Linked DNA regions of Sus scrofa: region 1 is linked to region 2. Evidence: chromatin contacts called from public HiChIP or PLAC-seq data. All regions are on one chromosome and are shown on one strand. The core of a region is the stretch at or near the end of the contact, and the rest is flanking DNA. Distances in the headings are between cores, read along the strand shown. Region 1 overlaps SETD7 (histone-lysine N-methyltransferase SETD7). Region 2 has its middle 10 kb from the start of MGST2.

What was found. HiChIP or PLAC-seq counts read pairs in DNA pulled down with a chosen protein or histone mark.
Region 1: a contact with region 2 is called in an H3K27ac HiChIP or PLAC-seq map of skeletal muscle, with 3 times the contacts expected there. The contact joins two enhancer-like sites. A contact is called at or near these places in 14 of 47 Hi-C or Micro-C datasets (alveolar macrophages, embryonic fibroblasts, epiblast stem cells and 9 more) and 1 of 2 datasets of contacts at active chromatin or transcription factors (skeletal muscle).

The regions. Positions count from the first base shown.
Region 1 is chr8:87,515,088-87,520,429 of Sscrofa11.1, forward strand. SETD7 (histone-lysine N-methyltransferase SETD7) reads left to right here. Exons shown (of 9, transcript XR_002346776.1): 8 at 980-1,137. Among named protein-coding and RNA genes, the nearest start is that of SETD7, 39 kb to the left of the region's middle. Within about 2 kb of position 2,609, at least 6 of the 83 cell types and tissues checked have an H3K27ac peak or open chromatin away from gene starts, as enhancers often do. A contact at or near this core is called in skeletal muscle, where this site is marked.
Region 2 is chr8:87,402,151-87,407,704 of Sscrofa11.1, forward strand. No RefSeq gene overlaps it. Among named protein-coding and RNA genes, the nearest start is that of MGST2, 10 kb to the left of the region's middle. Within about 2 kb of position 2,496, at least 8 of the 83 cell types and tissues checked have an H3K27ac peak or open chromatin away from gene starts, as enhancers often do. A contact at or near this core is called in skeletal muscle, where this site is marked.

The DNA of each region.
Region 1 (5,342 bases), core at 1,359-3,858, 110 kb after region 2:
TAAGTGGGAAAGCACCCTGCTTGTCTGTGACTCTCTCTGCTGGTCACAAGGATTGCCCACCTGCAGCAAAGTTGTAGGACTTCTCCTGGCACTCAATTTTGCATTCCTTAGGTTTCTGGTTCCATTTGATGGTCTTTTATTTTTCTTTTGCCTCATCTTTCTCACTGTAGCGGTTCATGGGTTTTGAGGGGCTGATTGGAGAAAAAAAAAAAAACCCACAAGAGGCAGCAGCACAGGACAAGCTTTATAGGTCTTGGGTGGTGATTACAGGGTTATACGAGGTTACACAGAGGGGAGTGTCATCCCAGCAGGAGATGGTCAGAAGCTTATGGCACAGGGGCTGCTGTCCAGAGCAGAGGGGAGCAAGGGAACTCCCGGGAAAGGGATCAGAGAGGGAACTGACATGCCCAGGTACTGTGTAGAACAGGAGGATTCTCCGGGCCAAAGAGCTCCAGAGGACAGCCGCAGTCTGGTGTCTTTATGGTCCTGGGTTTATCTGTCTGCTCTTAGCAGATGTGCATCAACCATGCTTGGTGGGTAAAGCAGATTTAATGGCTAAAATCTGCTCTGTTTGGGCTACTTAAAAACAATGGGATGTGTAAACATTTGGGTTTGGTGCTGGTGGGCCTTTAAGGTAACAGGTCTCAGCTGGCAGTGAAGAAATACCCTCAAGGCCATCTTTGGCTCATTTACGTAACACTCACTGCTTTTAGTTCAGGACATGTGATATTTTTGTGTCTTTGTAAAGATCTTCAAATCCTTTACTGGCATAAGACAGGAGAAAATCTGTAGTGGGTTGAGCTGCCTACCTATGCCCTTCGCACCTTCAGCCTGCGGGGTCTACACCTCGGAGGTGCAAGGGGGCCCATAGGCTCTTTTCATGTACATGGCATTCAAACCCTGAAGTTCAAGGATAAATGAGTTAATATCTCAGCTCCTGGAAGGTCCTTTCTAAAGTTCACTTTCTTGTTCTTTTCAGGTTGACAGCAGGGACTGGGCTCTTAATGGGAACACCCTCTCCCTCGATGAAGAAACGGTCATTGACGTGCCTGAGCCCTACAACCATGTATCCAAGTACTGTGCCTCCTTGGGACACAAGGCAAATCACTCCTTCACTCCAAACTGCATCTATGACATGTGAGTAGGACACCAAGCTGCCAGCCACCGGGGCGGATCCGGCTCGAGGCCCCTAGAATGAGGAGGACATCTAAAAGGTGTTTTGCTGCCCCGAGCAAGGTGCTCCCTCAGGGTATCTTAGGGTCGTCTGCCAGGGCCTTGAGGTTGCCTTGAAACTCAGAATTGAAACAGCCCCACTCTTTGGCCTTGGCAGGCAGGCCAAGAAATGGAAAAAGTGCTTTGGAGAGTAGAAATGCTGTTGGAATGCTGGACTTAGCGGTTGCTGTTTTATTGTGGCTTTTTTGTCTCCAGTTGTCTCATTCTGGAAAATTAAGGATAGTGTTATTTGAAGTAATTGGACAAGTTGAAATGATGCTGCACAGTGGAGATTAGGGCATTCTTTTATGATCTGAAAGAAAGGAGGACAATAAAATCCTAAACCTGGGGCATGAGGTCACAGTGTCGGGGGGAAAAAACCTTTAAAATCAGAGAGTCTGTGTCATTTGAAAACCAAGAGGGGTGTAATACTGGCACGTGCTACAACATGGACGTGCCTCGAAATCATGCTAAGTGCAAGAAGCCCATCACCAGAGACCACGAAACGTGTGACTCCATTTATGTGAATAGTTCTCTATAGCCACAGAGACAGGGCATAGATCAGTGGTTGCCTAGGGCTGGGGGCAGGGAAGGCTAATGAGTAGAGATGTTCCTTTGGAGGGTGATGAAAGCTTCTCAACTTAGTAGTGATGGTTGCAAAACTGACAACTACTGAATTGTACACTTTCAATGGATGAATTTTACAAGATGTGAATTACATCTCAGCGAAGCTGTTATTTTTCATTTTCGGCCACCCTGCTGCATATGGAGTTCCTGGGCCAGGGATCAGATCCAAGCCCAAGTCACAACCACTGCCACAGGTGCAGCAATGCCAGATCCTTAACCCACTGTGCTGGCCAGGGGATCAAACCCATGCCTCAGTGCTCCCAAGCCACTGTCGATCCCACTGCACCACAGCAGGACCTGAAGCTGTTATTTTTTTAAAAAATCAAATAATCCTACCTCCCTCTTGGCCTGAGCACCCCCCGCCCCGCCATTGTGCATTGCACCCCTTATTGGAAAACCTCCAGAATGAGAACCTTGCCGTTATCCCTGGAGGCCGCTGTCTGGACAAACATATAGACACTCTGGAATTAGCTGTTGGGCTCTGATGAGTAGAAAGTTCTTTCTATTGAGCCCAAATGGGTTGCCCTGTAACATCCAGCCCTAATTCTTGGCCCTAATTCTCCCTCTTTCTCTCTTGTGTACAATGTACACAATCTCTTTTCCATGTAGTGGCCCTACAACTATCTTCATAGTTTTCCCGTGCTGCCTGAATGCTCTCTTCCAGAAGTCAAGTGTCTCTGATGCATCCTTAGAGGATACAGCTGAGAGTCTATGGCGTTGTTGACCCTGGCTCAGCCCAAGAGTGCCACTTCCTCCTAGGAGCCGGGCAGCTGTGTGCAGCTTTTCCTGCCCAGCTGTAGTTTGCTGTCCTCCAGTCCTCTGGCTTGTTAACATAAGCAGGATCAGATCATGTGCATTTAATCTGCAGGGAAATTGCCAGGGTTTGCGTGTTCCTTCTTGCACCCCTGAGATGGCTTTAAAGTTGTTCTGGCAGTGACTTGCTCTCCTTGGCAGCCAGTAACAAGTACTGAAGCTACAACTTCTGTTTAAAGGGCGGGTAGAAACAGAAAAGGACATGTGTCATGTGAAATGAAACTGACACTGTTATTAACTCTGAGGCTTTCACGGCTGATGTGAATTAGGCCAAAGCATCATTCCAGGCTGCACACAGCTCAGCGACAACCCTTTAAAGCAGTGGCAGCTAATGATAATAAATGCTACTTAGGATGCTCCTTAAAATAAGTTCTGGAATTTCACAATGACGACATGATTTTTCTTATCAAAAAGAAGAGCACAGGAGACAAGAGAGAGACCCACTGGTGCAAAATCAAGTCCATCTTCAGAGTTTTTTTTTTCAAGTCCAATGTGAACTATGAATTATTTGGGGTTATAGGGAGACTACCTGAGTAACAGTCAGAACATTCAGGAGGAGTTCCCATCATGGCACAGTGGAAAAGAATACGACTAGGAACTGTGAGGTTGCGGTTTCAATCCCTGGCCTTGCTCAGTGGGTTAAGGATCTGGCGTTGCCACGAGCTATGGTGTAGGTCGAAGATGCAGCTCGGATCTGGCATTGCTGTGGCTGTGGCATAGGCCAGCAGCTACAGCTCATTAGACCCCTAGCCTGGGAACCTCCATATGCCATGGGTGCAGGCCTCGAAAGACAAAAAGACCAAAAAAAAAAAAAAAAAAAAACCCACAAAAAAACATTCAGGACTTCCCATTGTGGCTCAGCAGAAACAAATCTTACTAGTATCCATGAGGACGCAGGTTCGATCCCTGGCCTCACTCAGTGGGATAAGGATCTGGCGTTGCCATGAGCTGTGGTATAGGTTGCAGACGTGGCTCCAACCTGGCATTGCTGTGGCTGTGGTGTAGGCCAGTGGCTACAGCTCGATTCGACCCCTAGCCTAGAAACCTCCAAAAAAAAGATATAACATTCAGATACCAATTCATGGCATTCATTTGTTTCTAAAATCATTGCTACCATTGGGCATACTTTAACGTAAACAGAACAACACTTCTGTAAGCTGTTTTAACCATAATCTGGTACAATGTGCCAGATGGACAGATAGATAGGAACTACTTGCCTTGCTGTAAGTATAGGTAACTTGTTGACAAGAGACCAAACTGCATGGCCCAGAGGTTTGGTCTGAGGGCTGATCATGTGGCCAGCGTTTCCTGAGTACTTCCTCCAGGTGGATGCTGAGCAAAGGCTTCTGTGCACGTGGCCATTCAATCCTCCCAGTAACTCTGTGGGGCAGCTCTTATTACTGCTGATCCCAGCTCACCCACAGGAAGTGCAGGGCTCTTGTCAGAGTCGCTAAGTGCTCTTAACCGTGGTGCCACTTTGAAGAATCAGCACCTGGGACTGAATTCATTTCCTACTCTTGGAAAATAATGGCAATGAGCAAGAAAATAAAAACACAAGAGGATGATAAGGAAAGTCTTAGGTTTCTCGTGGGATTTTTTCAGTGTGCTAGAAGGTTAACTAGAGCTCCATTATTGAAGTATAATTGGTTTTGTGTTGTGTTAGTTTCAGGTGTACAGCAGAGTGATTTAGTTTTATACATATATGTATGTGTGAACATATAAATATATTCTTTTTCAGATTCTTTTCCATTATAGGTTATTACAAGATCTTGAGTATAGTTCCCTGTGCTACACAGCAGGTCCTTGTTATTTATCTATTTTATATATAGTAGTATGTATCTGTGAATTCCAGATTCCTAATTTATCCCTCCCTGACACTTCCTCTTCGGTAACCATAAGTTCGTTTTCCATGTCTGTGAGTCTGTTTCTATTTTGCAAATAAGGTCATTTGCATTGTTTTTGGGATTCCACATATAAGTGCTATCATAGGACATTTTGTCTTTCCTTTTCTGACTTACTTCACATGATATGATCATCTCTAGGTCCACTCATGTTGCTGTAAATGGCATTACTGCATTCTTTTTCGTGGCTGAGTAATATTCTGCTGTGAGGAATATTATTTTTTTATGAAGTATTTTAATTTAGGGACATGGAGTTGTGGTTTTAATGAGTTCCCAAACCCTGGTCTGCGGATGTCCTGTGTGATGGGGTACACACAGTCTGAGGATTCTGTGCCCGTGCACTCCATGTGCTTGCTTACACACGCAGGAACTGAATGAGTGGCACCCTCACTTGGTGTCAGGGACTGGGGGCGGTGCTTTACTTACGGAGCCTGTTTCGTCGCCACGACCCTTGGAGGATAGGGATTCCTAGTGTTATCATGATGTTGCAGTTGAGGAAAGATGAGCTGCAGATGAGATTCAGAGACACAGGTGAGCTTTCCAGAGGGAGGCTCTAATAATGTGTGGATCCAGATCAAGGTGTGCTTTCCAAGAAATAGAACACCCAAGGAGGGTGGACATAGAGGCCCTCTTGGAGTGGGCGAGGGCGTGGCTGTTCCTTTTCCCCCCACACGAAAGATGCCCCTTGGAGTTCCCTTGTGGTGCAGCAATTAAGGATCCAGGGGTGTGGCCAAAACAAAAAAAAAAAGATGCCCCTACACCACGGACACATTCCTTTCACCATGTGCT
Region 2 (5,554 bases), core at 1,246-3,745:
CTGAATCTCAGGCCACCAAGAGCAGGGCTCTGCTTGACAGTTCCAACCACAGACCCAGGTAACAGCCAGCATGAACTGCCCGACCTGCAAATGAAGATACGTTCAGATGATTCTAACCCACAAGCACAGCAATGTCTCCCAGCTCCAGCCTCAGAGAGGGAGGAGCAGAGACCAGCCAGTCCTACAGCATCCTACTGACCCCCGCACCCAGGAGTCTAATTAAGTGGTTGTTTCAAGCCTCTGGACTTTGGGGTGATGTGATCCACCCAAGCAGTTCCTGGAACACTCCTTTTACAAGTCAATGACACAGCCTTCCAGGCTGCATCATTGGGCCCCTCTGACACCTGTACCCTGCAGTTCAGCACTTCAGACAGGAGCCAGGGACACCAGGGCTCTGATTGGTGGTCTTCAGATGGCAGATTGCAGATACCCCACAGGGAGTCAGTCAGCCACAGTGGAGCCAAGGTGGAGCACGTGGCTGAGGATTCAGGAGAGAGATGAAGTCAAGAGCACTGGGCAGGGCGTGCTAAGAGGTCTGATAAAGGGGTGCAGTAGAGTGAAGGCAGGAGTTAAGGATTCTCACCTTCCTGGTTTCTGACTTGAGCAACCAGGTAGATTCATGATTTTCATGTAAACCATTAGTGTAAGTTCGTGAGAGAGGAATTGAATAAAAAGAGGGGGCTCAGTTTGAAGTGCCTATGTATCCAAAGATGGTCAAGGTCATTGATCTTAAGACTCCAGGGCCCCAAGAGGGTTTAAGAGCCCATCCCTGAGTCTTCTTTCCAGTGGAGTGAATATTTTCCAGGTCTTTGGTTGGGACCCTTGCCTAGCTGAATCCTGTATTTCAAGGCTCGTGTGCTAGAGAAAGCAGAGGTATCACTAAGAAAGAACACAGCCTCTGCCAGGGCGGCCATAGATAAACACATGCCCTATATCCCCATGCTGACAGAAGAGAGACCATCTTTCTTTTTTAAATGTGTGGGGAAAATATTTTAGTTACCTTCAAAGATGTGAAACCCTTTCTCGGCCTGAAACACTCCTCCTCCTTCTCACTTTTAACCCAAATGGCCAATGTTCTATGTAGTCCTAATGTTAGCCTGTTTTGCATTATGTGTTTGATAATTGGTGCCTTTGACTGATGTTCTTGTTAATGTTGCTTTAGTTCACAGACTTGTAATATTCTTAGGCCTGGAGGAGATTTCAAAAAGAAATAATATAAAGCAACCCCCTATGCCTGGATGCCTGAGGTGATGGGACCCTGCTGTCCCTGATCACAGGTAGGCAGGGTCTTCTTCTGAAACAAGAAGTCAAGGTCAGGTCTGAGAACACCAGGCCTGATTCCTGTGCGGGCAGAGGGGTCTCCCAGTCCCAGATGAAACTCCTTTGACCCACCCTATCCTGTTCTCACAACGCATTCCAGATCCCCCTCCCCAGCCCACTGCTGAAATTAAAAAGGCAGTGCCTGCAGCAGTAATCATTTTTTGATTATTTACACAATCATGTAAGGGGCACCACATTCCTGTTGTGGGGGCCTTTATTACAATAATCCTACAAAATCCCTCTGGTGTCACCCACATTTTTTACAAGAAGAAACTGAGGAAGTTCCCGTCTTGGCGCAGTGGTTAACGAATCCGACTAGGAACCATGAAGTTGCGGGTTCGATCCCTGCCTTGCTCAGTGGGTTAAGGATCCAGCGTTGCCGTGAGCTGTGGTGTAGATCGCAGACGCGGCTCGGATCCCGCGTTGCTGTGGCTCTGGCGTAGGCTGGTGGCTACGGCTCCAATTAGACCCCTAGCCTGGGAATCTCCATATGCCGCGGAAGCGGCCCTAGAAAAAGGCAAAAAAGACCAAAAAAAAAAAAGAAAGAAAGAAAGAAACTGAGGCACAAAGAGATTCATAAACTTGCCCAAGATTGTGTAACTAAGTGATACCAAGAGTTCACTTTTAGCCCCAGTCCAGTGGTCTTGGCACTATCTCTCTCTTCCCTAAGAGCTTTTTGTATCCAACCCCTCTGTTACTCTCAAAGAATAGAAGGCGTTTCTCTGAGTTTTGGGGAGATAGAGCTGTGTGCCCAAGATCCACTGTACCTCTCCCATATCGCCACCAGATGGCGCAGTGAGCGCTAACATCCTTTCCATCCTTGGCGCTTGGCTAGACCGACAAGGGTGGCGCGAACAGCTGCAGGGAGCATGTCAAAACAGAGTTCTATTTAGGAAAGCGGGGCCTTCCTGCCTGGCCCTGTTTCCCATCGGGATCCTTGGTTGGCTCTCCACAGACTATAAATGAATTTGCTTTTTTCTTGCTTCCCCATCCTACTGCTAACCCACATCTCTGATTCTATTTTCTCTCCGTCCCTGACACCAGGGCACAAGTCCCACCCACAGCAGGGAATAGTGTGTCTTGAAGAGAGAGGGCAGCAGGCTGGCTGGGTGGGCCAGGGAGTCGAGGTCTACAGTCAGTCCCCAGGGTGACTGGTGGACCATTTTCTACACAGACCAGGAGCCCAACACCGTGCACACTCCAGCATTCACCCGACCCCCACACCTGGTCCAAGGGACCTGTCTTAGTCCGCTCAGCTGCCATAACAAAGTATCAGGGGGCTGACATCCAAGATCAAGGTGAGGACAATTTGTTTTCTTCTGAGCCCTCTCTCCTAGGCTTGCAGGTGGCCTCCATCTCACTGTGTCCCCACATGGCCATTTCCCTGTGTGCCCTACTCTCCTCTTTTCATAAGGACACCAGTCGGGTTGGATTAGGGTCGCACAAGCAGCCTCATTTTATTTTATTTGTGTGTGTGTTACTATTCTTTTTTTTAATTGAGGTATAATTGACTTACAATGTTGTGTTCAAGTGTTCAGCAAAGTGACTCAATTACATTTTTTTCAGATTCTTTTCCATTATAAGTTATTACAAAATATTGACTATAGTTCCCTGTGTTATACTGTAAATCCTATTGCTTATCTATTTTAGTATAATAGTTTGTATCTGTCAATCCCATGCACCTAATTTATCTCCCCTTCTTTCCCCTTTTGTAAGCATAAATTCATTTTCTGTGTCTGTGAGTCTGTTTTATATTCAGATTCATTCACATTGTTTTTTAGATTCCACATGTAAGTGATATTATATAGTATTTGACTTCACTTGTTAGGATAATCTCTATGTCCATCCATGTAGCTGCAAATGGCATTACTTCATTCTTTTTTATGGCTGAGTAATATTCCATTGTATATATGTACTACCTCTTTACCCATTCCTATATGGATGGACATTAAGCTTGCTTCCATGTCTTAGCAATTATAAATAGTGGTGCTATGAACATTGGGGTGTCTGTGCGTTTTGAGTCAGAGTTCTCATCTTTCCTTTTTTTCATTTTCTAAGGAACCTCCATACTGTTTTCCACAGTCAGCCTCATTTTATTTTAACTGCCTCTTTAAAGGTCCCATCTCCAAATACAGTCACATCCTGAGATACTGGCGCTGGGCCTTCATATATGAATTTCAGGGTGGATGCAATTCAGTCCGTAACAGGATCCAATCACTAATATTTAAAAACCTTGAGGGCAGAATTTTGTGCTTAATTTTCACCCCAAGAGGTCACAGGCAAAGTCATAGGTCACAATGGGTTCATGGCCTTCATCACTGTGTGATGTTAAGGATGAATACGGCTCAAACAGTCCACGTAATTGCCAAATGGCCCGTCCTGGGGCTTACATGGTAGCCCCGATGGATCTGGTTTGGGGTCTCTAACTGACGAACCAAGTAGACGATCACCAGCCTCTGCTTCTCTATGAAGAGCTGGTTCCCCTCTTCTCTTTCTTTTGAACACCCCCAAACGCAGCACACTCCCAGAGCCCATTCTCTGGAGTCTTTCTGCCTGAGAGAAGGCTCTTGGATGGCAAACTGGATATGCATGACACACCCTGGGGGGCTGTAGGGATGACAGAGTGGCCCCAGGTTGAAAGATTAGGCCAGAGAGTCTGTTCAATCTGGGAGTGCCCCCAGGACAGGTTTTGTGGAGCCTCATTCAGAAGAAAGTCAGAGAATTAAGAAATCCCAAAGAAGAAGTCGCTTCCCAGGGCAAAAAATGGTAATGGAGCAGCAAGAGAAATGCCTCATCAGAGAATAAAGAAAGCAGCTCCCGTTTGCCAGCGGCTGAACATGGCTGGGGGTTGGGGACCGGGTCACCCTCAGCTGGGGAAGACTCATTTGACACCAATGGGTCTCCAGCACCGGCTTTTTCTTAAACTGCTCTGCTGTCCCCTCAGAGGTAAAGCTAACCCTGGTTTGATAACCCAAATAATTCTCAACCCAGTCCCTATTCAGCCCTCTCCAGGGTGCCTTGCCTCCCTCAAGACATAAGATTTTTGTATTCGTGTGTTAGATCATGGCCATGTAGAGTTATACGATGCTGGAGCCACAGTGGAGCATATGCAATAATTGTGAGTCCAGCCTTATAGTCCAGGCTGTGTTTGGGGAGACGTATCTCCGGGAGGGAAGACAAATCTGTATCCACAATAAGTGTCTATTTCAGTGATAATAAATTATTGCCCTTTCCATTAAGAAAGTAATCTTTACCTGAATAGACATTCCTCCAAAGAAGATATACAGATGGCCAACAGCACATGAAAAAATGCTCAACATCACTGATCATTAGAGAAATGCAAATCAAAACTACTATGAGATACCACCGCACACCATTCAGAATGGCCATCTTTAACAAGTCAACAAATAACAAATGCTGGCGAGGGTGTGGAGAAAAGGGAACCCTCCTACACTGTTGGTGGGAGTGTAAACTGGCACAACCACTATGGAAAACAGTATGGAGGTTCCTTAGAAAACTATACATAGAACTACCATATGACCCAGCAATCCCACTCTTGGGCATATATCCGGACAAAACTTTTCTTAAAAAAGACACATGCACCCACATGTTCATAGCAGCACTATTCACAATAGCCAAGACATGGAAACAATGTAAATGTCCATTGACGGATGAACGGTTTAAGATGTGTATAGGAGTACCCATCATGGCACAGCGGAAACGCATCCAACTGGGAACCATGAGGTTGTGGGTTCGATCCCTGGCCTCACTCAGTGGATTAAGGATCTGGTGTTGCCATGAGCTGTGGTGTAGGTTGAAGACATGGCTTGGATCCTGCATTGCTGTGGCTGTGGCGTAGGCCAGCAGCTACAGATTAGACCCTTAGCCTGGAACCTCCATATGCCTTGGGTGAGGCCCTAAAAGGACAAAAGACAAAAAAAAAAAAAAAAGATGTGGTATATATACACAATGGAATACTACTCAGCCATAAAAAAACAAAATAATGCCATTTGCAGCAACATGGATGGAATTAGAGACTCCCATACTAAGTGAAGTAAGTCAGAAAGAGAAAGACAACAGCAGGATCTCAATGCAATACCATATGATATCACTTATATCTGGAATCTAATATATGGCACAAATAAACCTTTCCACAGAAAAGAAAATCATGGACTTGGTGAAGAGACTCCCCAAGGGGGAGGGAGTGGGATGGACTGGGAACTTGGAGTTAATA